Regions from separate parts of the Gossypium hirsutum genome. Here regions 1 and 3 are each linked to region 2. Evidence: chromatin contacts called from public Hi-C data. All regions are on one chromosome and are shown on one strand. The core of a region is the stretch at or near the end of the contact, and the rest is flanking DNA. Distances in the headings are between cores, read along the strand shown. Region 1 holds the start of LOC107886788 (protein TPX2). Region 2 holds the start of LOC107886791 (tyrosine aminotransferase). Region 3 has its middle 4.7 kb from the start of LOC121220891.

What was found. Hi-C and Micro-C count contacts between places; a contact is called where the count stands out from the background.
Region 1: a contact with region 2 is called in a Hi-C map of leaf, with 2.2 times the contacts expected there. The contact joins the promoter of LOC107886788 here to the promoter of LOC107886791 in region 2. A contact is called at or near these places in 4 of 34 Hi-C or Micro-C datasets (all in leaf).
Region 3: a Hi-C map of leaf shows a contact between it and region 2, with 2.7 times the contacts expected there. The contact joins the enhancer-like site here to the promoter of LOC107886791 in region 2. A contact is called at or near these places in 2 of 34 Hi-C or Micro-C datasets (fibers and leaf).

Annotation. Positions count from the first base shown.
Region 1 is chrA03:105,440,815-105,444,577 of Gossypium_hirsutum_v2.1, reverse strand. LOC107886788 (protein TPX2) reads right to left here and starts at 1,787. Exons shown (of 20, transcript XM_016810851.2): 1 at 1,420-1,787; 2 at 893-978; 3 at 610-813; 4 at 471-529; 5 at 82-364. The coding sequence starts at 1,573.
Region 2 is chrA03:105,306,733-105,310,696 of Gossypium_hirsutum_v2.1, reverse strand. It overlaps LOC107886791 (tyrosine aminotransferase), which reads left to right and starts at 2,064. Exons shown (of 7, transcript XM_041100663.1): 1 at 2,064-2,534; 2 at 2,625-2,964; 3 at 3,043-3,261; 4 at 3,365-3,424; 5 at 3,506-3,661; 6 at 3,740-3,833. The coding sequence starts at 2,266.
Region 3 is chrA03:105,489,844-105,493,610 of Gossypium_hirsutum_v2.1, reverse strand. No RefSeq gene overlaps it. Among protein-coding and RNA genes, the nearest start is that of LOC121220891, 4.7 kb to the right of the region's middle. Within about 2 kb of position 1,325, at least 7 of the 9 cell types and tissues checked have an H3K27ac peak or open chromatin away from gene starts, as enhancers often do. A contact at or near this core is called in fibers and leaf, where this site is marked.

The DNA.
Region 1 (3,763 bases), core at 538-3,037, 130 kb before region 2:
CGAAGAGACAACGTCAGATATAAGTTACAAAAGAACAGTAGCTAAAAACTTAACATGCCAAAAGCAAGAGAACATAAGCACCTGTCTAGACCTCCCTCCATCTAGTTTCTGACGTTTAATGGCTTGGTTCTCTAGAGCCAAATTAGGAGTTCCAGCACTGCCTTTTTTCGGCTTCAACACTGATGATGGATTCCTTATCATACTAGCTATCTTTTTAGCTGTCTGGTGCTTCTTGTCACTCACCAGTTTTTTCTGAGAATTCATCAATGGTTTAGGAGTGCAAGCTTCGGTTTCTACTTGCACAGAAGATTCGGCTTTCTCCTTGTCACCAGTTACATTTGAACGTCCTTTTTCAGTCAGGACACTGAATATTTAACAGAAAGGAAGCAAATATACAAGGATAAGAACCAAAGTATTCATAATAGAACTCAGATACTATTTACAAAATTTTCAAAACCCAAAGAACAAACCTTTCTTTCTCTTGAGCACATAGAATCTCTACTTGCTCCTTACCTTTATGATTAGGACTCTGAAATACAGTTTAAAATCATGAGAAAACAGAAGAATTAATCAATAACAAGAACGGATGAAAATAAGTCCACTAATCACCTCATTGACAATTTGATTGTTTTCAACATTTGCCTCAGAGGGTTTGACTTCTTCTTTTACTTTATCCGGTACAAGCACAGTTTGAGGCTTGTCCTCTAAGCCATTAGGATTAGGAGCTGCTTCCTTTACTTTATCAGGCTCGGTTTGAGGCTTGTCTTCTGCGCCATTGGGATTAGGAACTGCTTCATCTGAAGCTTCCGAGGCCTGCAGCAAAATTATATTCATAATGACCAAATTCAAAATGAGAGAAATTGCTTTAGAAGATATTTAAAGAAATTCCCACCTTTTGAATTTGATCTTCTTCACTGAAATTGCAGAGACTCTCAACATGAACGGATCGATTATGGGCCTTAATTTTAACCATACAAGCTGCATTATGGGGAAAAACCAAAAAGAAATGAAATCTCCATAAGATAAAAGCAAAAGGTTGGCTTGATTACGGAAAATATGGGACCAAAATGTAACTTGATTTGATTTACAGTTCAAATGAGAATTAACCAATTCCATTATCCTAAATTCATTCCAATAATTTTGAGTAGAACAAAGGCAGTTTTAAGGATAATTAATGTATATTCCTTTTCCTATCAAATCTAAGTAAACAGAGACACAAAGGATTAGTGGATCAAACCTAGGAGTCTATTAACAATTAAAATCTATCTAGACAAAACTCCAAGAAAATTAAGAGCCATCTACCAAAATGAATCAGTTACAGAGAAAATAATGATTCAAAGAATACAATCTTTAAAGAGTGAGGATCAGTTGATTCACAAAATAAGAAAGAAACAGGAAGGAGAAAGAGAAAGAACATACGAGAAGGGGCGTAGCTTAAGGCGGTTTCAAACCAGAGCTCGGCTTCACGCGTTTCTTCTTCCGACTCTCCTTTGATGAAATCAAAGAAACGCGGCGCTGAGAACTCGTATATCTCGTCGATCATCCTTGCCGTTGCCTCACTCGAGTCATCCATCAGATGCAAAACAGAGAGATTCAATCTTCCAGGGTTTAAGGGGGTCGGGAGCGAGTTATTATCGGAAAGTCTCTAGATATTTCGCTTCCTTCTTAGATTCTTAGAAGATCCGCATTACTGGCAATAAGTGCGGATGATTGCAGATTGGAGTTAAACATGAGGAACTGCAACGGTCGATTTTTTGTTTTTTGTTTTTTTTTTTTTTAATTTGGGGAAGGTGTTGTAACGGTCAAATTTGTGTCAATTTGGTGAGTAAGAGATGAGGTGCCTTTCTAACGGCTATTTCCCACGCTCTCCTGAGTCCTGACCTGTATAAAGTGTGCCGTTTTGGTTCCGTAACAAAATTTACTTCATTTTGTCCCTACACTTGTACGAGGGTCAGTTAAAGTACATTGACTCCTTCAATCAAAATTTATAAATACTTAATCTAAATCCATTTAGTATTTTATATTTAATAATTATATATACTTTTATTAAAAATTTTAAATATATATTTAATATTTATATTATAGCGTTATATATTTACTTATTATATTATTAAAAATATAATATATATTTTGAAAAAATAATAAATTATAAAGTTTAAAAATGAGTTTCCATTGGGAAAAAAAATCAAAATGGGTCAAGTTAAGTTAAATTTGGGGTTTAAAAGTTAAAAGGTTAGTGTTTGTCCAAGTCCATTAAACCTTCCCAAAAATAAGTCTTAATTAATTTAGTGGAGGAAAGATTTTCTTTTGTTTAATTAACTAGTGTTTTAAGCCTTGCAATGGATTTTCTATTATACATATATTTTTTAATATATTTATATTATTATTTAACTTTTTTTTTGAATTACAATAATAGAGTAAAACCAGAACAACTAATGCAACTAACGTGATTCGAACTCAGATCACACCTGGGACGATGAATATCCTTGACCATTAGGTCATAAAATAGGGTTCTATTATTTAACTTTTTTAATTGAATTGATATCACTAATAACTCTATTGAAAAATTACCAAATTATCCAACTTTTAAAACAAATTTAGCTCTGCATATTTATAAAATTAGTCATTTTAATTCTAATTTGAAAAAATTCTATAAATTTAGTCCTTAACATTTAGAATAATTTGTCATTTTAGTTCTAATTCTAAAAGTTTAAAAAGGAAAAATATTTTAAAATTATTTTTTGATGAAATTTATAAAAATAATTTAAAAATCTAAAAATCATAAAGAAATTATAAATAAAAAACCAAAATATATGTATTATAAGGCTAAATTTGATGAATATACTATTTTTTTAATTAGGCCTTTAGGACGTTTTGGCCTAATTATAAAAATTAACATATTCTTCAAATTTGGTCGTATTATAAATAAAAAATATAAATATATATATATATGTCAAATGATTCAAAAAGAAATGAGCATGGAATAGATTGATTAGAGAGATGAAGTTTTACATCTCCATGGGACATAGAACTGACAAAGGTATGTCCCTTGATTCAGTTTAGCTTATATTATCAATTTTTGAACTAGATTTTCTAGGACTTTGGTCGTTAGACTACCTACGTTTGGAAGTTATTGATAACATGTCCAAGTCGGAAAGAAATAAGGTGAAGAAAAGCTTTTTAAGGTTTTTATTTCATGAAAGATTTCACATTGCATAGTTTTCTCTACTCGAAAATTAACTCTTTATATATTTTTAAGATAAGAAAAAATTCAAAACAATTTTTTAATAGTTCAAAAAATTGTTATTTTTTTAGAGGAATTTAATTAAATAATATGTTATTAATTTAAAATATGGCACTTAGTTGGATTTAAGCCAACTTGATTTTTTTACCTTACTCACGAAGGTGGCATTAGTTTAAAAGGAGCATAATTCGAATGGTGTTAAATACTCTTCTTATTTAGTGGGTTTTGGAGGTACATCAAGGAATATTTTAAAAAATAAAAATATTTTAAATATTTTTCCTCTCTTTTTTAAAGAAAAATAAATTTATAACTAAATTGACAAATTTTGTAAATGTTGAGGATTAAATTTATTGAACTTTTAGAATTTGAACTAAAATGAAAAACTTTTGTAAACATTAAGGGCTAAATTTGTTGAATATTTTAGATTTAGGATCAAATTAATAAAATGTGTAACCATTGGTGGCCTAAATTTGTTATTAGGTCAATAAAAAAAGACTCGTGTCAGCTTTTCGTTATTCT
Region 2 (3,964 bases), core at 815-3,314:
TTTTTATTTTTATTTTTAATAAAATTTGATATTTCAATTTTTACAATACCATTAATTAATTTAAATATTTTATTTTAATTAAAATATTAATTTAATTTTAAGAATTATAAACACTATTAAAATTATTTATTAAATTCAAGTTTATTACAATAATAGATTTATATTATTTTGCCATAATTTTTTTTAATTTTGTTGTTTTTTGAAAGAATTGTTGCTTGTTTGCATATGCAGAGATGTCTTAAAGTCCAAAACTGTCTGCAATTGATGGGCGTCGAAAATACAAAAAATAATTCTTACAAAAATAACTCTAAATAGTAGTAAAGAGTGGCAGTAGCGTCGAATCCACAAGAATCGGATGTTATTATCAACTTCTGTGTTTATCTCGTAAACAGAATGTTTGTCGTGTCAAAGGTCGTGGCAAAGGTTGTGCCCACGACTCCAAACGGACCTGCTGAAAAATAAACAAATAGACCATGGGAGTTTTGAAATGTTTAAAAACTAAATAATTGAAACAACATAATTAAATAATTAAATAAATTAGAAATTAAATTCAAATTTTGTAATAAAAAATAAATTGCCTTAGCCCTAGACTTGGTAGATTCCGGTTCAAGAATCTATCCTTGAAAATTGATCTTCTCCTCCAAACAATAAGCTGGTCATAGCAGTTAAGAACGTCCTAACCACCAATTCTTCCTCTCGTAATTGGTCTCGGTACGACCTGCAAACCAACCTTTACCGATTATCTAACCGAGATACACGTGTTTCCGATTCAAGACTTCAACAACCTTGCGCTCTGAAAAACCCAACTCGAATCAACGGCCTCAACTGCGTGGGTCGTTTAAACCCAATCACTTCTTCCTTAATTTGTTCTCGGAGATCCGAATACAGCATGGTCGACTCGTTTCTCCAACTGTCAGCAAACACGACTCCAACCCAACGTGCACTTTGACTTGAAATTGAGTTTAACTTTAAGGGATGATTTGTCTATCCAGATACTTAGGGATGATTTTAAGTACGAATTCGTATCTCACGGTTCCCGACCAGAAAGAACACCGGCCTAAAGCTAAGTTGGAATTTAGGGAAGCATGGATTTGATCATGCTTTTTAGGTTATGAAAGGTGGTTTGATGATAATGGAAAATATTAGGGAATGAAAGGACTTGGAAGGCAATTGGACGAATTTTGAAAGAACAAAGAAATTGAAATGAAAATATCAGAATTCTCACGCCAAATTGAAAGGAAAAGGAAAATAATTCTATTCAACTAGAATTAGATGCGTCTTTCCTAATAAGATTAAGGCACTATTTATATATATAGAATTTAATAATTTTAGCCTTAACTAATTTAACATAAAATTAAATAAATATAAAATATAATTTTTTTTTATTTTTACAAAGTCAAAAATTCTGATGAATCCTTGGTTTTCTTCACATTTTTTATTCAGCCTCATTTCATTGATTGTGTTTTAATTTGGTCCTTTTCTATCTGTATTTTTCTCTTAGTGTCTCAATTGCATCTCTAATAAGATTAAAACATAAAAGTACTAATTTAACAGGATCAATTCAAAAATAAATCTAATTAAACACAAAATGTCATGCAAATTAACATGTTATCAGCAACCATAAAAAAATTTCCGAGAAAGAAACGTGGAAAATACTTTAAAGCTCACATGAAAAATATACTTAAATCAATAAAATTAACTCCATGATAAAAGAAATTATCAATAAAAAAATTATACTTAAATCAATCTCTCTTATAAATAAAATTTTTATTCATCCAATGATATCAACAATAGTTATTTTTATACTTGACCTGAATACCTTTTCATGGATCAATATGTCACATGATGACTGGTGAGGGACGATGCCACATCACTATGTCTATCACTTGCTCCGTACATGAACTATCGTATCTTCTGTTGGATTACTTCTTCAATTAATCCTTGTAAATCAATTTCTCTTGATTATTAGGTAGAATATAAACTAAAAATACTGAAAATTAAAAAAAATTCTAATTTTTAAAGTAAAAAAATGAAATACATTAAAGGAAAAAAAAACTTGTAGGCTGTTTGACCATCTAAAGTCTTATCGGAAGACAAGAAAATATCAAAACGCAAAAAGGACCAAATGTGAATTCCTGTTTCTTTTTGCTAAAAATAAAATGGTTGGTGCATGAGTTTGTTGAAGCCTCACAGCTTGCATTATTCTATTTTAACTCCAGACTCCATTGCATTTGCATTTGCATAGCAACAAGAAGAAGAGAGAAGATGGAGATTGAAGCAAAGAGATGGGGTTTCCGTGGAAAGCAAGAGCTGAACGCAGCATCAGCCTCCACTGTGCGAGGATATCTCAACCAAATAATAGCCCGCATCAACAAAGATAATAGCTCTTCAGTCATTCGTCTTGGTCATGGCGACCCCTCTCATTTTCCAAGCTTCAAGACTACCCCTGCAGCTGAAGATGCCATTGTTGATGCTCTACGTTCGGCTAAGCATAATTGTTATGCGCCTTCTGCTGGTGTTCTTCCGGCAAGGAGGTTAGTTAGATTGAAAACTTTAAAAAGGTGTTATTGAAGTTTGTTTATGAGTGAATGGTCATCGACTTTGTTCGGTTTGAATTCCAACAGGGCAATTGCAGATTACCTCAACCGTGACCTTCCTTGCAAGTTATCACCGGATGATGTTTATCTTACAAGTGGGTGTACTCAAGCAATAGAAGTAGCAATAAATGTTCTTTCCCGTCCTGGTGCCAATATTTTGCTTCCTAGACCGGGCTTCCCATACTATGAATCTTGTTCTGCTTATAATCATCTGGAAGTACGTCATTATGATCTTCTTCCTGAAAAAGGTTGGGAGGTTGATCTTGATGGTGTAGAGAGTATTGCGGATGAGAATACTGTCGCTTTGGTTATTATAAACCCAGGCAACCCTTGTGGAAATGTCTTCAGCTATGAACAGTTGCACAAGGTTAAAAAAGCTTTTAGAGTAATTTGTTGACTCTTCCCAAAACAAGATGTTGATTAGCATTTTCTTATTGAATCTTAGGTTGCAGAGACAGCAAGAAAGCTTGGGATTTTGGTTATTTCTGATGAAGCTTACGACAATCTGGCATTTGGAAGCACTCGTTATGTGCCAATGCGAGTATTGGGGTCAACCGTGCCTGTTCTCACCCTGGGGTCTATATCAAAGAGATGGATTGTTCCAGGATGGCGCCTGGGGTGGATTGTCACAAGCGATCCTAATGGCATTCTTAAAAAATCTGGGGTTGTCCCTTATTTCTTTTATATTCCTTTGGTTTAAGATATGTGGTGCTATATTTAAAAGTTGGGATCATGTTAAGTTAATGATCTAATTTGGCTCTTATCAGGTAATTGATTCGATCGCAGAATTCCTCAATATCTCTTCTGATCCGGCTACCTTTATCCAGGTTTGGCAATCAAAGATACTTTTGTTAAGACACACATTTACACTGGAAAATTAGAATTCCTGTCATTTTTTTATGAAACAGGCAGCGACTCCTCAAATCCTGGAGAATACAAAGGAGGACTTTTTCTCAAAGATTATCAGCACCCTGAGGGAATGTGCTGATATATGCTACAATAGAATTGAAGAGATACCTTCCTTAACTTGTCCAAAGAAACCGGAAGGATCAATGTTTGTAATGGTAAGGTAGTTGTTTGATGTTCATAATGTATGCTGAAGAAATCAGAATAGTATTTAAATTAGTAAGCTTTAAACGCAGGTGAAGTTGAACCTATCGATGTTGGAAGACATTAATGATGATATGGATTTCTGCCTCAAGTTAGCTGAAGAAGAATCAGTCATTGTTCTACCAGGTAATGTAATGTAGTTCTACCAGGTAGTGTTCAGGGAGAATCCGTATTGTCTTTTCAGCAATCGATTTGGACCTCAAACAATGGAAGTATGATTAGTCAAGTGGTAGTGTTTTTACTAATTAAGACTTTTT
Region 3 (3,767 bases), core at 76-2,575, 180 kb before region 2:
GCCAGGCTTCATTTGCCAGAGCACGGTCTAGCCTCTCAAACAACGAACCCCTATGCTAAGTGAAAGGCGGCCCCTTAAAACCTAAGTCATAAAGCTCCGCAGAATCAACAAAATCACCGAAAGTTGGGCATCTCTTGCCCCTAGTGAGCCCTCAGATTTTTTTGAGGAGGAAAGAATTACGTTGAAATCTCCAATGGCAGTCCAAGGGCTCTGATCAAGTGGAATAGATTTCTTTAATTCACTCCAAAGATTTTGACATCTTTGTCTGTTAAGACTCCCATAAACAAAGGCGATGAAAATAGGATGAGTCAAGGATGAATGTCAAACCCGAGACATAATGAATTGCGGATGGCTATGACTCACATCAAGAAAAACAGAGTCTCTCTATCCTAGCCAAATGCCCCCTGAATATCCAATTGCTTCTACTCGATGTGAATACTGGAAACCCAACTTAGAGATGATATTGTCAGGACCCACTAACTCTCGGTTCAAGTAGGCTAATAATATCCGGCTTGTACTCAATATTATATTCCCAAAAAATTCTACAAAATTTCGCACTTGCACATCCCTGACAATTCCACGATAAGATAGTGATATTCATTAATAAAATTAAAAAGTTGGAATAAATTACCTAACTGTCCAGACCGATATTGGTATTCGTATCTAATCCTGCATCATCAACCTCAACATTCGAGCACTCATTAAGGATTTGAGGGGATAAAAGTTCAGCCATTGTTTCCATAGATTCAGCTAAAGGAACACGCGTAGTTCCCGAGGATTTAAAACGGTTCCCTCGACTTCGTAGAGCAATATAAGCTCTCCTGGAATTTCGAATACCCCTGTCCTTACCCCCACCTTTTTGTCTTTGGAACCATTAGATTTCTATTGCAAGTTAAAAACTGGGGATTCCACAGATCTCGGGGCCGAATTATCCTGTATAGATAAATAAATTTTTTATTAAAACTAACAGCAGAGTGTTTACCTGGATCAAGGGTATTATCAGATATAGGGACGATGAAACCCTCAGATTCATCAAAAACTGGATTATAATGAGCTTTAATATTTTCTAAATCCTCGGCTCTATTATTTTTCTGGACTTTAGAAACCAAATTGCCTAGAGAAATTGTGCCTTCCAAAGAAATGTTTTTTTGGTGTATCCACCTGTTTTGTTCCTGCACCATTAGAAATAACCAAATTAGAATTAGAAAAATTTCCTAAAGACTTCCTGTTAATTTCCCCTAATTCGCTTACTCCTATTGGCCTTTTCCCTAGGCTCTTATCCAAAGGTTTTTTTTGTAATTTTGGCCCAAATTTTTCTGCCCATTTTTGCCCGATATTTCCTTACCGATGGGCCCCTTAGAAAGACCCAAATCCATCAAGTTTCTATGACCTGGTCCACCAGCCGATTTATGTACTTTAATAAAATCCCTAAAATCCCAACTCATTTCCTTGTCTGTCATCTTATCCCCTAGGTCATTCCCAAAATTCCTTCCTGCCGACTGCCCCGATTTCATTCCCAAATCTTCCTCCTCTAACCGCGCAGAAAATCTGGTACCAGCAACAGCTCTATTCTGATTCTCCAGAACTTTCATTTTGTTTCCTCGCTTCTCTCGCCGAGAAGACCTCCTTTCCACCAGCATCCATGGCCCGAATTTTGGGCCTTTTCCTTTGATGATTGATGTATATTTTTTCCCGTTCAAGCACTCCGCCGAAAAAGGTCCCTCTACGGCCGTCGACTCCTCACGAGGATTATTTGCCGTGTTCACCAAATCCGCAGATTTTTGGTTCGCCATAACCGAGGTACACAAGTCTTTAGCATGTCTGTATTTGCCATACATGAAGCATACAGTCGGAAGGGCCTCATATTCAACTTATTGAGTAGCTCCGTCAACATATATTTTTGATATCAATGGCCTATCTAGATTGATATAAACGACTAATCTTGCAAAACGACCTATGGTCTGATTATCAGTTTGTAAATCCAGCTTAACCACCTTTCCAATAATTTTCCATTTGTACAGATGACCCGGGATTCGGCAATTGAATCCATGTTAATACCACACTCGGGTAACGTTGCATTGGATTGAAATGCTTAGACCAAGGTTGAACAGTCAGGTACTGGCCATAAACTATCCACGGACCCTGTGAAAGAGCCTTGTTGTAATCTCCAAGATCCTGAAATTTCACCAAAAAATATCCGTTAGCTATATCCATTAACTGAATAGAATTCACAAGCTTCCAAAGAAAAAGAATGTGATTATAAAGGGTGTTATAGCCAATGTTTCGCCGTAGGAGTTTAACGATGACAGCCAACTCTATTTCTTTGAAAAGGATTTCCTTGATCCGATCTGAAAACTCAGTCGCAGGAATCCCATCAATGATTGACGTATTAACGTCTCCTTCAAGTAACTCGAATTCATTTTCATTCACGACAGAAGGCACTGCCCGAACCGAGTCAGTGAAATCATCTTGATTCCCCAGTAATTTATCTTTCCACGACACGATCTACTTTGGTACTGGATCCACTGCCATAGAATTTTCATCATCAGCAAAAGACTCTTTAAATCTCACTTTTTTGGAGTTACGACCACCGTCGGAGTGAGTATCACCCTCTCCAACGTTGTCGAAAATTTGCGAAGTTGGGAGCATTTTAAACTTTTTCGTAGATGACTCGAAAATTTTACAGTGATTTCTTTGTTGTCATGGTTGTTCTACTATGGTTTATTAAATGGAATTGTATTCTTCACAAATTTCAAATTTAGATTTTGTACTTTTTGTTATAGCAATTTAGTTTCTCTATTTTTCATATTTCAAAATACTAACTCTAATTGTTAACATTGGTATGTTTTTTTTTGTTAAATTTATTGCTGTGACATTTTGAAATTAAAAAAAAAACTCACTTGGTAGTAATAAAATTACAAAAATGAAATTGTAATGAATGTGAATTTAAGAAAATAATTTTAGCAGTTTAACAGTTGGATTTTAATTTTGAATTTTGAAAAGTAGAGGGGCTAAATTTTAAAAAATAAACGTACAATGATTAAATTTCAAATTTATGAGAAATACAGGGATTTATGACATATTTTAAAATTACCAAATTGATCCATCAATTTCAAAACATTCTAATTGAGTCTTTGGATATGGTTTAACTCAAATTCTTTTTATTAGTCATTTTAGCAAGTTGTTTTGATAATTACTCTATTCAGTTATTTGTTAGCGTTTTCTTTATTTCTTTTTATGAATTTCTACATTCATTTACATTAATCACAATGGTAATAATAGTATGTATATGTTCACCAAAATCATACCCAAAGGAAAGTTCAAAATTCATTGTTTGATTGTTGGTATGGCGAACTCCCTTGCATAGTGAGAGGGAGATTTGTTGGGTTGTGGGTCTCACTATGTGTGGGAAAACTTGGCTGTTAATAAAAGGTGGGGCAACTTTTTATATTTTAAATATTGGAAGTAAAAGTTGGTACACTCAAAGAAGAAGAGAAAAATAATTTATTTTCTCTTTTCTAAGGTTCATTTGAGCTGATTTTGGGTAGCGTTCAAGGGATTTGACGATCGAATTTTTTATTTGAGTATTATAGTTTTGGAACTTTAATTTTAAATTCAACTCTGTTTATGGGTGATATTTTCAACTTTTCAAAGTTACATGTTCTTTGCAATGACTTTATATCATGATCTTATAGCAAGAACTTAGAATACAATACAACTTTTAAGTTAACTCTATAGTCTGATTTTTATTTTAAAAGAATTTTCCG